Regions from separate parts of the Mus musculus genome. Here regions 2 and 3 are each linked to region 1. The links are chromatin contacts, called in public HiChIP or PLAC-seq and promoter capture Hi-C maps. All regions are on one chromosome and are shown on one strand. The core of a region is the stretch at or near the end of the contact, and the rest is flanking DNA. Distances in the headings are between cores, read along the strand shown. Region 1 has its middle 5.5 kb from the start of Gm40124. Region 2 overlaps Vcam1 (vascular cell adhesion molecule 1). Region 3 overlaps Slc30a7 (solute carrier family 30 (zinc transporter), member 7).

Region 1 (2,904 bases), core at 152-2,651:
AAGACCCTCAAGATGAGGTGAGTTGGGAAAAAAAAAAAACAACTTGAATATCTTCCAAATATCTCTGCCTCCTGTCCTCTAGCAAGTCACACACAGTGCTTATGACAAGATATCAGATGTGCTCCTTGTTTTGCCCCAGCTTACGTAGGCGTGCTACGAGAAGGTGTCTGATCTCATCCGGGACACATTTTCAAGATACATGTGCCTCACAAGCTGAAATTCCTTGAGGGTTCTCATGATAACCCAGAAGTTATGGTAGCTTATGCCTGTAGTCAGAAGATTTGGGACATGTAATCAGGAGGATTGCTGTGAGTTCAAGGCCAGCCTGGACTACATAGTGAATGTCATAGTAAATGAAGATACAAAGATTATGTCTCAAAAAAAAAAAAAAAAACACCAACTATACATGCCACAACTACATATACACGTACATCACACAAAACAATTCTCAGAAGAGGAGAATAGCTCATCTCAGTGGAGAACAGAGTAGTTCACATCACTCAGAAGGGCTCTTTGGTGTTAACCAAGGAATCTACCCCCCAAACCCACCATATATTGCATGTTCCTGATGGCTCAAATCCACCTTGCAGTATTAGAATCTGGCTTGTTTCAGATTTGAATTGGATATCCTTGATGCTGTCTGTCCCTGGAATCTACTCTGAAGCCCAAGAATGCTTCCTAACACCTGACAACCATCCTGCTTCACCCTCACATGTGCTGGGAGATTATAGATGTGGCCACCATGCCTACTTGAAATACAACTTGTTGAAATAACCTGAACAGCAAAGGGGTGTGGCCTTCAGACATGCTTGCAAAACACCTCCAAAAGAGAAACCCAAGTCCTCGTTAATTTTGAGTGAGGACTCTCTATGAGGTCCAGGTTGCCTCTGTTTCCTTCATTATAGGGTTTTAGACTTGTCCCATAATGCACAAGTATTGTTCCATCTGACTCTGAAGGCAAAAGGTTTTAGTCCGAGCAGACCAAGGGGTATATATTGAACTAGGCAGTAACTCTGTTTTAGCTCCTCCTGTCAGAGACAGCTTAGAGTAAGGTCCATTTTCTATGGCCCTAGGCTTCTCTAGAACTCTGGGACTTCAGGGACAGCTAACAGAGCATGGGGTTCATAGGTCGTCTTTAATCAGGGCCATGTCAGCCTTCCCAATGGAGGAGAACCTATATTTAAAAACAAGTTTCAAGATCCTGAGTGAATAGAAAAGGTCGTTTCATTATTTAGTGAGTAATGGCCATTCGGCTGTGCTGCCTGAAGCAAAGCAGGTTGCACAGTCTCTCCAGGAGGAGGTGTCTGATCTCATCCGGGACACATTATCAAGAGACATGTGCCTAACGGGGCAGAAACCGTGGAACATTTCCCAGCCTGAGAAATGAATCAAATTGACTTTCCAAAGTCCTCCAGGAACACACATAGAAACATGAGCCGGGAGATACTCTTCTCTGGGCAGCTATGATCAGTTCACGAGGTATTTCCTGGGAGGTCACAGCCAGCCAGGCCACTCTCTGACCCAATTGTGAATGTCATACAATTAAGTCAGAAAACAGACACTCATTTCCAGGAAATGTATTGAGCTTGAATCACAGTCACTATAATAAGTTTAAAAGAGAAGGGCGTGGGATTCTAGAGATAAAATGCATTTTGCCTGGTTCTGGAATTAATTGCCAGGCAAAGTTCTCCCCCTTTCTTCATAGCTTGACAAAAGAGGCCAGCAGTTTGCTGTTGACACCACTGCCACTGAGAATGAGTGGAATCATGTGATGTTCCAATGGTAATTGATATCACTGAACTGGAATTCCAGACTGATCGCTTTACTACATAGGCATATCGGGAAAAGCTAACATTTCATTTTTTTCTCTTATTTATTATTTTGTCATTCAGTTGGGGGTAGCATTCATGGAGGTCCAAGAACAATGCCTGGCAAATACAGAAGTGGATGCTCACAGTCAGCTATTGGATGGAACACAGGGCCCCCAATGGAGGAGCTAGAAAAAGTACCCAAGGAGCTAAAGGGATCTGCAATCCTATAGGTGGAACAACAATATGAACTAACCAGTAACCCCAGAGCTTGTGTCTCTAGCTGCATATGTAGCAGAAGATGGCCTAGTTGGCCATCATTGGGAAGGGAGGCCCCCTTGGTCTTGCAAACTTTATATGCCCCAGTACAGGGGACCGCTGAGGCTGGGAGTGGGTGGGTAGGGGAGGGTATAGGAAACTTTCCGGTTAGCATTGGAAATGTAAATGAAGAAAATGTCTAATAAAAAAATTGAAAAAATACTCTGGGGATTCAATTCTGTCCTCCAGACTTTTTGAGCCAGACTCTTGCTTCAGTTCAATCCCCTACCTTGTTGAAACAGGCTCTCAAGTTCCTGCTGATCTGTGCTCTCCAGGCTGGCTTCCCCTCAAGGCAAGTCTCCCATCTTGCAGTAGGAGTGTTGAGAGTACAGACAGATATATTCCGCTATACCTACTTTTTTCATGTGGGTCCTGAAGACAGAGCTGAGGTTACCAGGACTATACAGCACACTCTTAGACCTGTTGAGCTTTCTCATCAGCTCTGTTTAATATTTTGGAGACTTAGATTTCTCTTCATAAATGAAGACAGTGTCCTCTACCTCCCTGACAGTTACAAAGATTGATGTCTTCTACTGCCTGTGAGATTTTGGATGGATTAATCAGCTTCTTCCCTATACAGAATTCCCCCATAATAATTATATCTAGAGACTAGGGGTGTATCTCAGTGGTTAGAGTACTTCCTAGCATACAGAAAGCCCTGGGCTCCATCCCCACTCCACATTGACCAGGCAGAGCCCTGTATCCCAGAACTCAGGAGACTGAGATAGGAGGATGAGAAGTTCAAAGTCAGGGCTGGAGAGAAAGCTCCGTGAATGGG
Region 2 (2,904 bases), core at 137-2,636, 480 kb after region 1:
TATTGTTTCTTTTCTACTTTCCCATTCTTCTGCTCACAGGAGAATGTGTTTTCCCATTCTGTTCCTCCATCTCCTCATCCTATCTCTTCTTTAAGACATTTAGACTCAGAAATACTAAATGGCTTAAACTAAATTTGCAAGTGGAAGAACTGAAACTTGATGTGAGATAGGTCTGACTCGAGATCCAACCTTTTCTGTTTCTAGAAAACTAAATCAAGTCATCCTCGCACAGAGGTAAAATGAAATCTAAAAGAGTTACAGGGAAACTACACTAAAATGTCCTCTAATTATCAAGCATTCTCCCATGAATCCTCCTTGTTATTTAGCTTCATTGGGCCTGTGGATTGTAGTATGGGTATCCTGTACTTTATGGCTAATATTTACGGATAAGTGAGTACATACTCCGCACAACCATCAACCAAAGAACATACAAAGGCTGGACCTAGGCCCCCCACACATATGTAGCAGATATGCAGCTTGGTATTCATTTGGGTCCCCCAACAACTGGAGCAGGGGCTAGCCCTGACTCTGTTGCCTGCCTGTGGAACTTATTCCCCTGACTGGGGTGACTTGTCTGGCTTCAGAGGGAGAAGATGTGCTCAGTCTTGCAGTGACTTGATGTGCCAGTGTGGGTTGGTACCCAGGGGTCTCTTCCTTATCAGAAGAGAAGGGAAGGAAGATGCAGGGAGGAGCTATGTGAGGGTGACAGAGAAGAGTGTGGTGGTCTGCGATTGGGATGGAAAGTGAAAAAATAAAGTAATTAATGAGAAAAAAGAACTATTCACATGTATCTATATATTGAGGGTTCAATATAAAGTAGTATCTTTGACAATCATACAGAATCATACTGTAGACAAAATAAAGATGACATTAAGGTGACATCAAATATGTTTGATGCATTATCAAAATACTTTATAGTCATTCAGGGTTGAAAGCTGAGTGATCAGGACTAACATTCAAGTGTCCAAAGTGTTCTCTAGCTTCCAGACACTCAGACTCGGATGAAATGACATATTTTGAGAGAAAGAATTCTAAAGTTTGTTGTTGTTCCTCTGAATTCCTGGGAGTGGCTAGACAACTCTGCAAGTGACAAATGAATCCCCAAAGAACGTCACTAGAGTGTTCTAGCAAGCTGTAGACAGGCAGAAATCTCAGCATACAATTCTCCAGTTTGCAAGGTTCTTTTCTGTACCAGGAAAAGTTGCCGTTCTCATTTTAGTTTGCATAATTGCGGTATTGTAGCATTTTTCCAAAGAAGATGTCCTCAAATTATCTCCAAATACATTAATATGCTATTATATTTTCAAAGATATTATTCAACACAGTGGCTAAGTTGTCCAAGTTCCGCCTATGCTACTGTGAGAACAGGGAACTTAGTAGGAGATTCACTTCCTGTCTGTAAAGAGACTGGCATCTACCACTGTGTATGCTTGAAGCTACTGGACAGAAGCTCTTGAAAGTCGCTGAAATGCCCTTCTAACTTCAGCATGTAAGGTTGATAGCTCACATGATACCACCCCTTCCTGTGCCCAGAATGAATTTTTCCCCCATTTGAAACAGGGCCAATCATTTCAGAATGCAACCACCTCAGGACAGACAGCAAGCTTTCCACACATTCAGCTTTCTAGTATCTTCTCTGATCATTTGAGAACAGCAGCCACCCACCTGAATTAAGTAACTGATGGTGTTTGAATTCTACTTTCTTAACCATTTAAACTTAAAATCCATGTTTTCATAGGTTAGAAAAGAATGTGTTCTCCATATTTACAGTTCATGTTTTCATTCGGCAAATATTTACTAAACACTTACTGTGTGTCAGGTACTATACTAGCCAGCCATAAATCCATTCAAAGGCACAAATGCAAACACAGAGAGTTCCTGAGTTTCTGAGTTTAGGAACCTTGTAGTTAATGGACAAATTCAAAGGCATACTTTTTTTTGTGCTCTTACTGAAGTATATACTTTGATTTATTCATTCCACATTGTATAAATATACCACATATCACACCATACCCAATGTATGCATGCAGTTTTGATTGGTCAATAATTTTTAAAAATAGAGAAAATTAGCTACAATTGAAAAGGCATAGGATTTTAAATTAAGAACAGCATATAAATGAAAGAAAGAACCATTTGACCCCATGCAAATGATGAATTATATTGCGTCTGAGTTTTTCAGCTTCCTCACAGAGCAAGATAAAGACAGAGATAACATATGAAGTAGAAACTCTTGGCAAACATTAGGTGTACAGTCAATTGATGGCCATTAGTAATCTGAGACTTCATTCTCCCATCTGTAAAATGGATAGAAAATGCCCCTTAGTTATTTCTTAGAGGCTGTAGATAGCTTATATAAAATGCCAGAAATACAGCTGATGTTTGAGGATGGTTGTTGTTTAAGAAAATCTTGCAAAATCCCAAATGAAAAATTATAGACTTAGGTAACGGTAAGACGGTTGGTTGGAAAGGAAGTTAGGTCATAGGAAATCATCTTGAAGCAGAGTGGTCAAGATTAAGTAATTTTGAACAGGAGCATATATTCAGTCAAAACAAGTATGTGGCAGTGGAATTCCTGAGTATGTGCAATGAGAAGAGCAGGTGAAGTAACATGAGAATGCCAGTATCCACAGGGCAGGAGAGGCAGACCACGCCATGAAATAAAACAACAGCAAAATGACAAGAGCTAGTAAAGGACAAGTGTGGAGGTGCTGGAGAAAGAAATCCCAGGACAGATGAGGAGGATATGTACATCTGTGTGCTGTGTGCTGAAGCACATGACTTTCAGATGCGCCATCATGCAAAGCTACAGAAGGCATGTCACCATTGGCATTGAGCTGCTATGGCTCAATCCCCAACAATGGCACCTCTTCACCTTCTACTCACCTTGAACAACTAATTCCACTT
Region 3 (2,904 bases), core at 252-2,751, 320 kb after region 1:
GCTCACCTCACCCACCATTTCCTTCTAAGTCTGAGCCACAGCCATCACTAGTACTCTCATGCAGCTAAGTCACTCAGTCATGGCTTCTTCTAGTGCTAACGTGCTTTTGCATTTGACTTTTCTGGCTCAAAGCCATTGGCAGTTTCTCCAGGTCTAGAACATAAGGTACATTTCCAAGTGTATCTTTTTCCACATGGCAATGCCATTATTGAAAGGCATCTTTTACCCCTGATCTATGATGCTGCATGTGCACAAAAAATGCATCTGCTCCAGGACTCACTGGTCTGAACCGCAAGTCATTTTGCTTTCCAGGCACATCACTTTTAGTTATAAAGACACATGTTAGGCTTGTTTTCCCTTACCTACCTTACAATCAATATTTACTAACTCTTCTCCAGAGATGGATGGAAGGAAGGAAGGAAGGAAGGAAGGAAGGAAGGAAAGAAGGAAGGAAGGAAGGAAAGAAGGAAGGAAGGAACGAACGAACCAAGGGCCATTGCATTTGTCCAAATGTCTCTTTGGCATCTCTGGCAATGATCTCATGGTTTTCTCTCTCCATTGTTTAATATGACAAATAATATGCATAAACTCTGTAATACTGAATTACCTTTGCTTTCTTAGAATGAACACAAATTGTACATGATTTCCAGAAGACTTTTTGAAAATAGCACTGAATGTTCTAAATTATAACAAATCTGGAATTGAATAAATATCAGATAATTCTGAACTCCTGTAGCTTGAAAATCATTTTACAGACTACAGATCTGAGGCCTCCAGGGATGGATTTGCCCATCATTTCTGGTGGTTTTGACAAACACTGGTGCCATTCTGTTGATTTATTTTAAGGAACCAGAATCGCACCACTGTGTAACAAGAAAACATCTGGAGACAATGCACACCCTGCACAAGGACACTCAGTGGACGACAGAAAGCAGCACGAGACCCCGAGGAAGCGCTTGGGACCTGCGCTTTTCTGCTCTCTCACCCAGTCAGCCAGTCATCAGCCACTGGTCTGCACTGACGAACCCTAGCTCTTTTCTAAGTGTGGGGCTGGACATTTAGAAAACAGAAGAGAAAGGAAAAAATGAGTCACATACCTTAAAGTGACCCTTAGTGAGTCACTCAGATATATAATCCCCCATTCTCAAGTGTGTGGGAAACCCGTGGCTCACTTCAATGCAATGGAGTACAACTAAGGCAAAGTGAATTTAAGATGTATTTTGAGGTACAAATGAGTTGATTTTTAGTTCATCAAGGAAAAAACCCTGGCGATGCCTGACTTGATCAGAGCCAAGCCCTTAAGAGTGGGTCTAAAGTATTGGTTGAGGCCAAATACTCCTCTGCGATTCTGAAGAAGCAAGCCACCATGAGCTAACAGCTGCATGCTCAGGATTTCTGCTGACAACCACATAAGTTTGCAAGATGACCCTGAGCCTCAGAGGAGGCTGTAGCCCCAGCCAACACATTAGTTACAGCTTTGTGAGGCCTGAGCAGAGAAGGCAGCTGGGCTCTGCCCAGAATACTGATCATGGAAACTGTGAGGTAACCATCCAGCCTGGGACAATCTGTGTAGTCAGCCATTCCCCACAGCCCCCTTCCTATTTCACGTGTAAGGCTTCAGCCACTTCACAAAGAGAGATCCCATTCATCCCAAACAAGACTGCAGAGAGCTATGCCAGGATTTCACATCTTTGGGGTAGGAAAAAGGGAAAATATGAAATAGTGGCATCTTATAAGCCTTTAAATAAAAGCAACGAAAGTAAGGTACAGTTTTATGCTTTCTTTTTTTTTTTTTAAGATGTATTTATTTATGTGAGTACACTGTTGCTGTCTTCAGATAGACCAGAAGGGGGGGTGGATCCCATTACAGATGGTTGTGAGCCACCATGTGGTTGCTGGGAACTGAACTCAGGTCCATCTGTAAGAGTAGGCTTCCTTTATAATGACTCATGGATGAACAGTGGTCAGAAACAAGGAACTCTACAGTAGGGTTGTCTGGATTTGGATATATGGATATACATTTATATTTCATTAATGACCTCTCCTCCTTTATCTGACAGATCCTGACAAAAAATGCATGGCTCTTGAGGGAAGAGTGAGACTTCTGTTAAAGTAACAGTAAAACTCTACTTCTTGCAATGTTACTTACACACAGAGCTTTTGCAAGCTTCTATTGTAAAGACTCGACTCTCTCATCTCTGCAGGTCAGAGATGGCTGCCCTCATTTAAACTGTAATGTCAGAGTTGTTGTTATTTAGTAATCTTTGCCCTCTGGTTCTGAAAACTCACTCTACTTCTTAAAGCAATCTACAGTGTGTCAATTCTTATTTTCCATTATTAGCCTTGGCTCATAGCATGCTGGAAGTATATCCTGTGTCAACAATCCGTAAAAAGGCATTTAATCACATAATCATGAAACTTAAAAAGCAACAACAACAACAACAAGATCCACATTCATGGATGAGAGCAGAACCATAATTCGAGCCATCCAAGCCTCAGTCTGGGTCTCCAGAACCCAAAACACTACTGTGAACCAAGTCCACGGTGTCAGGCTGAGGGCGGGAGTCCTGCTGTGCTGACGGGCCTATCTACTGACTCCTGCTACATCCAGCACCACTGTTTTAGAAAATGGGGATGATAAATTCAGAGGTGTAAGTAGTTAGGAACAGGGGGGCTTCAGAAGTCTGGGCTTCCGAGACTCCTCAGGGCCGACAGGAAACAGGACGAAGGGGACCATAGATTAGGATACTGTGATTAAAGGCGCATGAAGGCAACCAAGTGCTTTTCCCATAAATAAAGAGCTAAAGTTTTATGCACAGGAACTATGATGGAAAACAACCACAGCCTGAAAACCAGGCAAGAGGCCGATAACAGCATTTTGATCCTAAGCGATTTATTCTGGAA

Evidence for each region. HiChIP or PLAC-seq counts read pairs in DNA pulled down with a chosen protein or histone mark. Capture Hi-C pulls out chosen DNA fragments and counts their contacts.
Region 2: a promoter capture Hi-C map of adipose tissue shows a contact between it and region 1. The contact joins two enhancer-like sites.
Region 3: a contact with region 1 is called in an H3K27ac HiChIP or PLAC-seq map of heart atrium, with 7 times the contacts expected there. The contact joins two enhancer-like sites. A contact is called at or near these places in 5 of 39 promoter capture datasets (embryonic stem cells, frontonasal cranial neural crest, maxillary cranial neural crest and 2 more), 4 of 15 datasets of contacts at CTCF or cohesin (CD8 T cells, the NIH/3T3 cell line, large pre-B cells and 1 more), 67 of 484 Hi-C or Micro-C datasets (the 63-12 cell line, the AML12 cell line, B cells and 45 more), 21 of 115 datasets of contacts at active chromatin or transcription factors (CD8 T cells, the HPC-7 cell line, the NIH/3T3 cell line and 16 more) and 1 of 9 other capture datasets (embryonic stem cells).

The regions. Positions count from the first base shown.
Region 1 is chr3:115,645,785-115,648,688 of GRCm38.p6, forward strand. No RefSeq gene overlaps it. Among named protein-coding and RNA genes, the nearest start is that of Gm40124, 5.5 kb to the left of the region's middle. Within about 2 kb of position 1,402, at least 33 of the 459 cell types and tissues checked have an H3K27ac peak or open chromatin away from gene starts, as enhancers often do. A contact at or near this core is called in the NIH/3T3 cell line, adipose tissue, embryonic fibroblasts and 2 more, where this site is marked.
Region 2 is chr3:116,121,500-116,124,403 of GRCm38.p6, forward strand. It overlaps Vcam1 (vascular cell adhesion molecule 1), which reads right to left. Exons shown (of 9, transcript NM_011693.3): 4 at 2,884-2,904. Among named protein-coding and RNA genes, the nearest start is that of Vcam1, 6.7 kb to the right of the region's middle. Within about 2 kb of position 1,387, at least 35 of the 459 cell types and tissues checked have an H3K27ac peak or open chromatin away from gene starts, as enhancers often do. A contact at or near this core is called in adipose tissue, where this site is marked.
Region 3 is chr3:115,967,855-115,970,758 of GRCm38.p6, forward strand. All of the region lies in intron 8 of Slc30a7 (solute carrier family 30 (zinc transporter), member 7), which reads right to left. Among named protein-coding and RNA genes, the nearest start is that of Mir669n, 11 kb to the right of the region's middle. Within about 2 kb of position 1,502, at least 70 of the 459 cell types and tissues checked have an H3K27ac peak or open chromatin away from gene starts, as enhancers often do. A contact at or near this core is called in the NIH/3T3 cell line, embryonic fibroblasts, heart atrium and 1 more, where this site is marked.